3 separate regions of the Mus musculus genome follow, and regions 1 and 2 are each linked to region 3. A link is a contact called in public promoter capture Hi-C data. All regions are on one chromosome and are shown on one strand. Each heading gives the region's core, a stretch centred on a gene start, on an enhancer-like site or on the middle of the called end of the contact. The rest is flanking DNA. Distances are from core to core; before and after follow the strand shown.

Region 1 (3,756 bases), core at 660-3,159, 4.4 Mb before region 3:
CTCAGTGTCTCCCTGATGTTTTACATCTGCATCCCACCCCCCTCCATTTCTCCTTTATCTCTTACTATTTCCCAGAATCCTCTCGTCCTGTCAGTGTCCCACCCCCTATTTCCTGCCCCAGCTCATTGGCCACTGGTTTTTTTATTGACAGGTGATGTTTATAAGAGATTTTTCTCTATAGGTGTTTGCACTACGGTGCCCATAGAAGCCAAAAGGGAGGGATGAAATTCCTCTGAATTTGAGATACAGAGGACTGTGAATCACCATGTGGGTGCTGAGAACCAAACCCAGGTCTTCTACAAGAGTAGCCAGTGCTCTCTCCAGCCCCTTATCTTACTTTAATAATAACAATGTTATCGTTATATCTAAATATTTATACATTATAATATAATTCAGCATACTATATTTAAATATTATTAATGTAATTAAATGTTTATATTACAAAATCTATTATAATGCACAATGATAATTTTGCCTTGTAATAATCATATAGTATTTATAATTCATTATTATTATTATTGTTATTATTATTATTATTAGTAGTAGTAGAGACACTAAACATCACCTCAGTACATTCACCAGGCTGGTCTGGAACTCAGAGATCTGCTTGCCTCTGCCTCCTAAATTCTGCGATTAAGGGTGAGCACCATCACACTGGGCTTCAGGTACCACTTACATATGCAGAAATGGAGGCATAGAAGAATTTGCTAGGGGGATCACGCAGGCATAAGACGACAAGATACGGTGGGGTTTGAATCCGAGCCATTCAATAGTCACTCTGCTAGGCCCTATGTGAGACTCTCTCCTTTAGCCCAATACACAGTAGGCCCTCAACATTAGGGAATACAGTATCAGGCATTTCTGAATACTTGAGAAGTCTGATAATGACTTCAGAGTGAAGTTCTGGGAACCCAGGACCCGTCATGGTGACCCTAGGGTACCCCTGTACGGGGCTCCACCTGTCTCTGCCTCCCCTATTGGGGTTAAAGGCATGAGCCACCACCTCCCTGTTTTGGTTTGGTTTGGTTTGGTTTTTTGGTTCCAGTCACTCTGAGCTCACTCTGAGCGCCCAGCCTGACTTGCTGCTGGTCAACCACTGAAACAATGGGAATAGCACAGGGCTCCGAATTAGGTTGTGTGAGGACCAAGGGTCTATCCTCAGCACCCTGTGTGCTCAGGGGTAGACTCCTGTGCTACAATTCCCCAGTGAGGCTTCAGTCTCCAACTCAGCGAAAGGAAAATGAACTAATAAATCAACTCTGAGTCAGTCACGATTAACTTGCTGGAGAGAGTGTGGCCACTAGGGTTAAGGTTCCTGGCATGAGTCACCCAGACTTTTTCTCAGTGTACGAGTCATTTATTTTACAATAATAAAACATCTTTTGCGCGCGTGCGTGCGTGTGTGTGCGCGCGCGCGCGCGTGTGTGTGTGTGTGTGTGCGCGTGCGCAAGCGTGCGCGAAGTGGAGCAAATCCGGTTCTCATTCCCGAGTCTAGGCTACGTTGGAACTCAAGGCAACCCTCCTACCTCATCCTCCCCTGTACTCCGGTGGCCGGTGTGAGTCACCACGCCCTATTTTCTGGAATCTCTGCTCCAGAATCCAGACCTAGGACTTTGGGCCGGGAAGAAGGGATCGGGTGGCCTGGGAGGGCCTCTCGAGGTGCGCACAGGCCGGGGCGCGGGGCGCGGGGCGCGGGGCGCGGGGCGCGGGGCTACTTACCCGCTTTCCGGAGTGCATAGCAGAACAGCAGCAGCAGCCATGACAGCGGGGAGCGGGTGGCTCGGGCGAGTTGAGCCATGTGGTTCCGGTCCGATCCAGCTCTTTGTAGTCCAGTTAGTAACGGCCAAGCGCCTTATCTCTCCGAAACCCTGAAGTCAAGTGCTGGAATCTCAGCTAAGCGGGTGCCGCCTAGGGACGGCCCATTGAGGGCGGTCCCCTGCTGGGCAGGCGCACACAGCCAAGCACGTCTGCCGGGCTGGTTGATGAGTGAACGACCCTGACGATTAGTGTTCTGTAAACCTGTCATCCCAGCACCTGAGTCGGGTGGGGAGGATGGAGGCAAGAGGATCATCAGAATTGAAAGCGGGTTTAAGGCCAGCCTGGGCCACGTGAGATCATCCCGGATTTTTTTTTTAATTAAAAATAATGGGGGGCAGGGGGCTAGGCTTCAAATGTCTTTAATCACAGCACTTTGGAAGGCAGGCAGATCTGTGAGTTCTGTGTCAGCCGGGTCCACCGTAGACAAATCCAGCCTCGTCTGAGTTACACAGTGAAACTGTTTAAAAAAAGAAATAAGGTCTCATGAAGCACATTCTAGGTCAGTGGTTCTCAATCTTCCCAGTGCGCGATACTTTTTTTCTTTGTTTGTTTTTGTTTCTGTGTGTTTGTTTTCGAGACAGGGTTTTACTGTCCTGGAACTCACTTTGTAGACAAGGCTGGCCTCGAACTCAGAAATCAGCCTGCCTCTGCCTCCCAAGTGCTGGGATTAAAGGCGTGTGCCACCATGCCCGGATTCTTTAATACAGTTCTTCATGCTGTGGTGACCCCTAATCATAAAATCATTTTCATTGCTACTTATAACTGTAATTTTGCTACTGTTATGAATCATAATGTGAATATGGGACATGTAAATATCATAATGTAAATATGACATGTGGGATATCTGATATGGTTCCCCAAAGGGGTTGAAGCTCGCAGGTTGAGAACGATTGTTCTAGACTACCCTTGAACTCCTGATCTTCCTCCCAACACCTTGGAATGCAGCAATGCCGGGCCTGTGCTCCCCAACCTTCACCTCCTCCCCCCCCAGTTCCTGCTCTCGGTTAATTCTGAATGGGAATCTGAGGGGCAAGTCTTCTGGAAATCTCTGGAGTTTCTTGAGTCCTGTGGCATTTCCACACTGAGAGCCTGTAACCATTCTGTTCCTTCTCTGACCATGCTGTCATGACTGTGGGCTTCCCCTTCTCCCAGATCTCCCCATTGCTGTGGTATAAACTGGCAGGTCACTAAACCACCTCCCACACACACCCGAAAAGGGAAAAAGTTCTGTGCCCTTCTCTCTCCCTCCCTGTTTCTGCCCTGTGAATACAGCGTCTCTAGTCCTTTCCCATAACACACACACACACACACACACACACACACACACACACACACACACACACAGAGCTTGTTAGCTTCCTGAAGTGAAAGAAAACAAACGGTGGAAAAGTCGGATTCCTGGGGAAGCTGACACCAACCTTTACATTTTTCTTATTAACTTTTTTTTTTTTTTGCTGTTCTTTAATGTCTGTTTTCAATTTTGATAGATTCTAAACTGCTATGTATGTATGTGTGTATGTATGTATGTGTATGCCTGGATGTGTATGTATGAGTTAGTGTATTTATGTAGTGTGTGTTTCTAGTATAAGTGTGCATGTGTGTGTGTATGTAGTATGTGTGTGAGTGTGCTTATGTATGTAGTGTGTATATGAGTGTGCACATATATGAAGTGTGTGTGCTTGAATATATGTGTTTGTACTGTGTGTGTATGTATGTATGTATGTATGTATGTATGTAGTATGCATGAGTGTATGCACGTGTAGTGTATATGAAGTGTATGTGAGGGTGCATGAGTGTGCCTATGTATGTAGTGTTTGCCTGATGTGTATGTGTGCAGTGTGTATGTGTGTGTGAATGAAGTTTCTGTGTATGAATGCATGCACGTGTGTAGTGTGAGTGTGCACATGATGCCTATGCATGCCTTGATACCTGTGTGAA
Region 2 (4,049 bases), core at 403-2,902, 3.2 Mb after region 3:
ACACTCACACGTGTAAAATAAATTAAAAAAAAAAAAAAAAAGCAAAACCAAGAGAATGGTGGCTCCGCGCCTTTAATCCCAACATTTGTGGGACAAAGGCCAGCCTGGTCTAGAGAGTAAGTTCCAGGACAACCAGAGTTACACAAAGAAACTGTCTCAAAAAAAAAAAAAAGAAAAGAAAAGAAAAGAAAAAAAGGCATTAAAAACAAACAACTAAACAAAGCAAAACCAAGAACATCTGAAGAACATTTGAGAGTCTGGCTGTCTCACTGCTGAGAGTGTGCCTTGAATTGGACCCTTGCAATAAGGTAAGGGAGAAAAGCCCTGTGTTTATTTCTTAGGAGATATTGGAAGCCATCTTAGAAAAACTGAAAGCAAGCTAGACAAGCTGGTAATGCCTAAATCCTAGCACTAGAAAAACGAAGCAGGAAGATGAAAGATTCCAGAATAGCTTAGGCTACACAGCAAAACGCTGTCTCAGAAAACAAACAAAAAAGTGGCTGGGGATGTAGCTCAGTGATAAGAGTACTTTGGCTAGCACCACCTCGGTGTTCCGTGCCCAACACCACAAAAACTAAGCAAAAGGAATTTTCTTTAGGGACACACCTGCAGCTCCAGGACTAGCAATATGGAAGCCAAGCATGATTAGAATTTCAAGGCCCTTGTCTACACTGGAGTCCTGCTTCACGAGACTGCCTAAAACAAAAAGAATCCGAAAGTGAGTCCTAGAAAACAGGAAGGAGGGTACCAGAGACCAAATAGTGAAGAGCAAGCTAACCCTTCACTACGAAACCATATCACAAAATTAAACACACACACACACACACACACAAAATTTTAAATCTTAGCTCAGTTCTACGGTGTTTGTTCAAAATGCTCAAATGTTAAATCCCCAAAACTAAAAATAATAATAATAATAATAAGTTTGAGTTTGTTCCCAGAGTTGTGAGCAGTCTTTAAGAGTAAACAGCAACAGGCAGACAAATGCGGAAAACGAAAGCGTTGCCTGGGATCCAGGAGGTTCCCCCAAACAAGCAGCAGACCCCTCTAGGTTAAGCATAGACTCCTCCTACAAGACGGGTTGGGGGTGGGGAAGCAGAGCTCCGCCAGCTAAGGGGCGGGGCTGCGGTCGTTCAGGCAACGCAAGCCGCATCATGCTATTGGCTGCTGTCTAGTGCGTCATCCCCCCCCCCGCCCTCCGGTTTGACCCAGCCTTCGGAACTCCGGGGGGCGTGGCCTCCACCATCTGCCCCAAGCCTGCAAAACCGCAGGGAGGGGAGAATGGTGTCACCCGGTGTCACTCTTCAGTGGGGTCTGGTATAAGGGGTCTGCAGTGAAACAGAGGAGTGAGAAACACAGCTGGGTCCAAAGTAGCAGTTCTGACGGCGTTACCAGACTCCACCGTGGAGACTCCGCTCCGCCCCCTGACCAGTAGCCAACCTAAACCGGACCCGGCCCAGTGATGGACGGGGCCTAGCATCCGTGGCTCCTCTTAGCCAATGGCGCCCCGCGGCGGGCAGGATTCCAACCAATCCTGGCTTGCGACTGGCCTCCGGGGAGGAGCCGAGTGGCCCCCAGCCAGACCCAGAGGCCCGGGGAAAGTGAGCCGGACTTCTACCCAGCACTGGTGGAACCCAACCCTGCAGGCTTGTCGGAGGTAGTCGTGGCGACCCTGGCAGCCGAGGTGAGGAGTGGCCGCCTGTGTGAGATTTCCCTGGAGTTAGAGGAGGACGGGGGCGCGCCCCCACGGTAGGCGGAAGCGGGGTATCCCGAGTGGAGAGCAGATTGGTGTGATTGATGGACATTGGAGGGTGGAAGGCTGAATTCCAGCATCAGCACCGAAGGGGGAGCAGGATTACTCAGGAGTTGGAGTTTGGAGAAGCCAGGAAAACGGAGAAAGAACTTTGGAGGAGAGTGTAGGACAGTTTGAGTCTCGAAGAATAGGCTGAGTTTGGAGTTCCACGGTGTTCTGGACAAAGTGAGCGTTTTAAGGCTAGGATATGAAGCATTTAGAGGAACCCGGGAACTAGAGGAACCGAGTATTGGATTCTGAGACGCCGTCGTGAGAAGGGAATGCCGGGGAAGAGTTCACTGACTGGGTCTCGGAGCCGGACTGGGTATTTGGAAAGCCAGAGTCATTTGAAAGTGGAGCCGAATGAGGGGAGATTTGGGACGAGGTCTCAGAATTGGGATATCCAGTTTCGCCGGCGGAACTATGTACCCGAGAGTTATTTGTCGTCTTTGGGCGATGTGATGGGATTTGGACCTCTGCACACCGAGGACAGTTTGGGGAAGAATCCAGAACTTCCTGGGGTGATAGGGACCCAGAGAAAACAGGTTTCTGACTGAAGCCTGGTGGGGGAGGGGCGCTCGGGGCGTGGAGCTCGGATTCACCGCCCCGAAGGCAGTAGAGGGCGGGGCTCGGCGGCCGCTGGGCAGCTGAAGTCCGGGTTCCCTTCCCCCACCAGCCGGAGCTCCCGTACGCATGCTCTCAGAGAGGGCGGGCGTGTCCAGTCTCTTGGGTGTGCTGGGCCTTCTGGGGATTGTAGTTCCAACGCGACAGCCGAAGCTCTGCCTGGAGCCTTTGGGTCCACAGTTCCCAGAAGGCCCTGAGGATACATTGAGGTGTTCTTGGGTCTGGTCTAGCGACCCAGGGAAGGGTGGTGCCTATAAAAAGAGATGATTGGGTTGGACTGGTCGCTAGAGGGTGCAGTTTGTGGTTAGTTTCGCTCTAGCTGGCTTTCCTTTGGGTCGGAGTTTGGGAAATACTCCCTCTCTTTTGAGAGGTCATAGACTCAATTGTAGGAAGCAGGTACGGACAGAAATATTCTTGTTAAAAAAGGAGAAAAAAAAAAGAATTTAAACACACACGTCCCAGCTAAGCCTCGTCTCACACACATTTAATCCCAGCCTTCAGGGAGGAAGAGGCGGTACGATATGAGTTCGAGACACAGCCTGATCCACATAGGGAGTTCCAGAGCAATACAGAGAAACCCTGTCTCAAGTTTGGGTTTGGTCCATTACTCTGTGCTCCATACCTGTTTGTCCTGTGACCTGTTAGGAAAAAAGTATTGTGGGAAAACAATAACAAGATCTATTGAGACCAGAGTTAGGATTTTCACTTTCCAAATGTTAAAATTGATTACCATAATGTAAATTCAACGTTGTGCCTACCACAGACAAGTGATACTCAAGCCATGCCCGGATGTTTTGGTGATTTGTTTTAGGGCTTTTTTGTTTTTCTGAGACAGGTTTGTCTGACCATATTAAACTCTACCTGCTTCTGCCTCCTGGATGGGTGCTGAAATTAATGGCATAGGACACCATCTGCAATTTTTTTTTCTGTTCATTTTCCTATTTTAAATTTTATGTGTATGGATGTTTTGCCTGCATGCTTGTCTGGGCACTACTTGTGTGCCTGGTGGCAAAGGAGGCCAGAAGAAGCCATGGATCCTCTAAAAGTGGAGTTTTAGGCAGTCCTGAGCCATCCATGCAGGTTCTGGGGATCGAACTTGGATCCTCTAGAAGAACAGACAGTGCTCGTAACCACTCAGCAATTTTTCCAGCTCCTTTTATTTTTGAGACACTGCCTAGCTGAGGGTGACCTTGAACATCTGAACTCACTGCCTCCTTAATACAGAGGAGGTGACAGCTACAGGAGTCTCTCCACCCTCACTACTACCTGCTCCCACTCTGTGTCCTGTGCACCCCTCCTCACACTCACTTACCAGTCCCAGCAATCCTATCTGCATCTTGTTCTCTCAATCACATTGCATGCATTAATTTACCCATTCTTAGCCTTGTGGGATTCTCTGTGCACTTTAAATGGAGGTTCTGATACACACACACATACACACACACACACACACACACACAAAAGCTTCCCATAGCTACACAGGCTTGCTTGAAGAAGTAAGGTCCCAAGGTATCTGACTCCACTCTTTTTTCACAGGACATGGGAGGCTTAAAGAGGAAACATTCTGATTTGGAAGAGGAGGAGGAAGAGGAGAAGTGGGACTGGAGTCCAACAGCTCTTCGGAGCTACCAGC
Region 3 (4,140 bases), core at 573-3,072:
GAAATAAAAACAAAAGGTAAAGAGCCCACGTGATAATAGATCTCCAGGGAGAGGTACTTGTCACCAAGTGATGGCCTGAGTTCAGTCTCTAGGACTGACTCTTCCTGAGAGGTCTCCTCCATCCTGCACATGCTCAGTGTTGCATGTGAGTATGCACGCGTGTACACACACACAAATTGTCATTGTGAAAACAAATTATTAAAGAAAAGCAGGAGAACCTGAATTTGAATCCCAGCACTCATGTACAAAGCATTCAGAAGCATATATGTATCAACACATGCATGTAATGGTACACATATATGACCCATACAAAAAGTCTTAGAAAGAAAAAGCGAGAATAAAACAGACTTGTATTTTAAAAGGCTACGCCTTAACAGGAGGAAATACACTTGGCTTGATGCACCTAGATATGCTTGGTCAACAGACCACCACTTCCTCCTTCCTCCCCTGAATCTGTAATGGGGGTAGGGTTAGAGGTAAGGGGCTACACTTGATCAAACCATCTTTTTTTTCCTTTTTTGTTTTTTGGGTTTTTTTGGCTTTTTGTTTTGTTTTGTTTTTCAAGACAGGGTTTCTCTGTGCAGCCCTGGCTGTCCTGGAACTCACTCTGTAGACCAGGCTGGCCTCGAACTCAGAAATCCATCTGCCTCTGCCTCCCAAGTGCTGGGATTACAGGTGTGTGCCACCACTGCCCGGCTGATCAAACCATCTTGGGAGCATGCTGAGCAGGGAGCTGTGTTGTTTGGACCATCAGCTTTCAGGCTATGACTAGTTTTGAATTTTATGCGGCAACAGTCTTGATCTGAGTTACTCTATCTTGGATAAAAGTGCCAAGAAGAAATCCATGTCTTGTTTACACAGTCATAGCCAGGCGACTCAATTGTGCTATTAAAAGATATCGACTAGCCTTTAGTCCCAGCACTCAGGTAGATCTCTGTGAGTTCAAAGCCAGCCTGGTAACATAAAACATAAGCGCACCAACCATATCACGTTACTTCTTCACCAAGGGACCGGTATGTGGCAGGCACACTGCTCAGTAGCCTGGTCACATGCCAGGAGCCAAGTCCAGTTCCAATGATCCATCCTGTGATAATAAACTCACGAGTGTGTATAACTGTGTGCCAGGTGACTCGTGGTCTGAAATTTATCATTAGCTATGTTAAGCTTGGAATAAAAGAACCTGTGATTAATGGCCAACCACCAGGAGAAATCGAGATTCCTTGGCAAATTGCAGCCAACGAAACTGACACAGCTTATGACTTTCTTGTCGTTCAGCAAAATCTGACATCGTGGAAAGCCATAGACGTGTCCGTTTATCCTTCTACATGACAGGCTCTCGACAAATCTCCACCCATCCCGATTCTCTGCAGTGTAGGTGTGAGTCCTAGAACCTTCAGGGCAGGGTGACACTAGCTACATCAATGCCTCAAACAACACTATCAACATGGCCCTCGCACCCCAATTCCAGACAGCAGTGAAGGAAGGTGTGAGGGCTCACACCTGTCATCGCAACACACCGGATGCTGAGGCAGGAGGCTGACTGAGCCACGCGCTGAGACCCTATCAGTGCGATGATATCTGTGGGATGGAGGGAGGCTCATTGGGCGCCCTGCGCTTCCCTTTCGCCAGCCTGGAGCCGACTCCCCTACGGCCGCCCGCCGCCAACCCTGCAAACCTCCAGATCCAGGCATCAGTCGAGGAAGGTGTGGGAGAGAGGAGACTCAAGGGAGGACAAGGGGAGCGGATGCTAACAGAAACCACCTGGGAAACACTTCCCAGAATGCTTCGCATCAGCCCGCACAACAGAAGCACGCGCAATGCTCCGAGAATTTGAACTACGCTTCCCAGAATGCTCGGCGTCCGCCGGCCTTCACAGACGCACGCGCAATGCGCAGAGACCCTGGACGACACTTCCCAGAAATCTCCGCGTCAGCTCTCCCGGGTGCCTGCGTGTTTGTGGAACAGTTGAACTACATTTCCGGTAGTGAATGCGGAGAGGCGGATCTTACACTCGTTTCTCCTAGTATATAGCCTCTCTGGAGTGTGTGTGTGTGCGCCACGCAGGTACTTCCCTAGCCCTCTGCGGAACTTTTTATTTAATCTGCGAGACACTGGTGCGCACTGTACAATCCATACTGAATTTACGATGGTCCTCCTGCCTCAGTCTTGCACACTCTCAAATGCTGGGCTAACGTGTGTGCCATGACACCATGCTGCCTCTGAACTTGACACGTCCCACGTGGAAAATTTTTCACCCTGGAAAATTAAGAGTCCTTACCTCATAGGCGGTAATTTGGCCCTACCGTTGTCCTTATATACCTGAGTATATAATATATACTTCTGTGTTTCTCAAAGAAACCAAAATTCTCTCTACACATCACAGCCACACAATCCACTTAACCTCCTGCTAGGCTGCTTCTTCAATGTAACCACAGGTACATTGATAATTCATACTCTCCTCCCTGCCCCTCCAGTTTTCTCCCCACTTCCTTCTATCTTCCACATCAATCTAGATCAATCCACAGGAGAAACAAGTTTTGGTTTGCTTGGTTTTTTTTGTTTGTTTGTTTGTTTGTTTTGTTTTGTTTTGTTTATTTTTCAGAGATTTATTTCTTTTTTTATTTATGTGAGTACAAATAAAGTACAATTAAAAAAAAAGCTAGCTTCAGACACACACTAGAAGAGGGCATCCGATCCCATTACAGATGGTTGTGAGCCACCATGTGGTTGCTGGGAATTGAACTCAGGACCTCTGGCAGTCAGTGCTCTTAACTGCTGAACCATCTCTCAGCCCTGTCTGTCTGTCTGTCTGTCTGTCTGTCTGTTTGTTTGTTTGTTTGTTTGTTTGTTTTTAATTATCCCAAAGGACCACTAGCAAAAGTTTTTTTCATCCAAACAAAATCTCGGCGTATGTGTGTGGCACAGCGGAGATGCTGTAACAGGTATACATAGTAGCAAGGAAAAAGACTAGTTTTTACATGATATGATTGTTGTGACAATTTTGGAGTTTTGGTTTCTTTGAAAAACAGAAATACTATAGGAATGTTTTGATTTTAGCCCCAGGTGAGGAATATGAGGCTGCTTCAGACGGTCCACAGCAGCTGGGATTTGCCTCCTGCTCTAGCAGAGGCGTGATTTTGCCAGCTGCAGGTGGTTTCTGTGCGTGTGTGATGTTTAGAATTCGGGGGACTTTTCAGAGAGGGGTGGGTGTAGGTTGGCTTTTGGTGGCTGTTCAGTGGGGTTGTTGGCAGTTTGTTAGCTGTTGGTCTTTGACTGCTGTTGGTCAAAGTTTGTTAAGTGGTCCTGTGCAAAGAAGAAACAGCAAGACGAATGGCAGAGATCAAAGTTGCCCCCAAGAAATGTGATGCCCTTAATCAGCAGGAAGTAGTCTATCAATAACATCACCCCCTTTCTGACCCCCCCCACCTTATTTAGGGATCACTTTCCTCTCCTTTTTCCTCTCTTATCTAGTGTTACAGGGTTGCAAGGGTGGAGAAGGCTGGAAGAAAGAACCCACAGAGTAGTAGCAAAAGACAGCCGGGGTGCCCCCACAGGCTCATCAGGGAAACTCAGAGTTTTCTGGCAGGACCAGTTCCTGGCTTTAAAGCAGAACCCAATAAGAGCAGCACCTGTTATTTTCATGTGGCCACTTCAGGGGAGCCCCAGGATTGCAATTTTGAGGGAGTGACTTTTAGGCATAACTATCCCTTCCAGACACGTACCCAACAGCAGCACCTAAAGCGCCAATCTTCATCCTCCTAGTTGGAGTCGGGGAGACTATGTTTGGATATTTTGAAAGATAAGCGGGCCCTGGCACTACAGATGTGCAGTTCTGCAGTCAATCCAGGCTTTCTTAAGGACTACTAATCCAGGTGATCCCTTAGCAAATGACATAGCCGAGCCTTGGAAGGAGCCACAAAGCCCAAGCCATAGAAACAGCGAGAGCAAGGACTAGGTTATATGCTATGAATAATATTTAACTTGATCAGACCATCAAGTGTACATCACTTTTGTTCTGCAAAACTTCTTCCTTTTGTTGTTTACATTGACACAGTCTTAGAAACATTACAGATTAAAAGCCCAGGAGCCTTCATCTTTGGTGATTACATGCACTTTAGCAAATCTGTCTTGTCCTGGTGC

Evidence for each region. Promoter capture Hi-C pulls out the DNA fragments that hold promoters and counts their contacts.
Region 1: a contact with region 3 is called in a promoter capture Hi-C map of second pharyngeal arch cranial neural crest. The contact joins the promoter of Pvr here to the promoter of Zfp94 in region 3. A contact is called at or near these places in 5 of 39 promoter capture datasets (cranial neural crest, frontonasal cranial neural crest, maxillary cranial neural crest and 2 more).
Region 2: a promoter capture Hi-C map of pre-B cells shows a contact between it and region 3. The contact joins the promoter of Sertad3 here to the promoter of Zfp94 in region 3. A contact is called at or near these places in 2 of 39 promoter capture datasets (cranial neural crest and pre-B cells).

What each region holds. Positions count from the first base shown.
Region 1 is chr7:19,919,234-19,922,989 of GRCm38.p6, forward strand. It overlaps Pvr (poliovirus receptor), which reads right to left and starts at 1,910. Exons shown (of 8, transcript NM_027514.2): 1 at 1,720-1,910. The coding sequence starts at 1,798.
Region 2 is chr7:27,472,188-27,476,236 of GRCm38.p6, forward strand. It overlaps Sertad3 (SERTA domain containing 3), which reads left to right and starts at 1,653. Exons shown (of 2, transcript NM_133210.2): 1 at 1,653-1,684; 2 at 3,953-4,049. The coding sequence starts at 3,956.
Region 3 is chr7:24,314,844-24,318,983 of GRCm38.p6, forward strand. Zfp94 (zinc finger protein 94) reads right to left here and starts at 1,823. Exons shown (of 6, transcript NM_001199321.1): 1 at 1,676-1,823. It also overlaps the pseudogene Gm44513.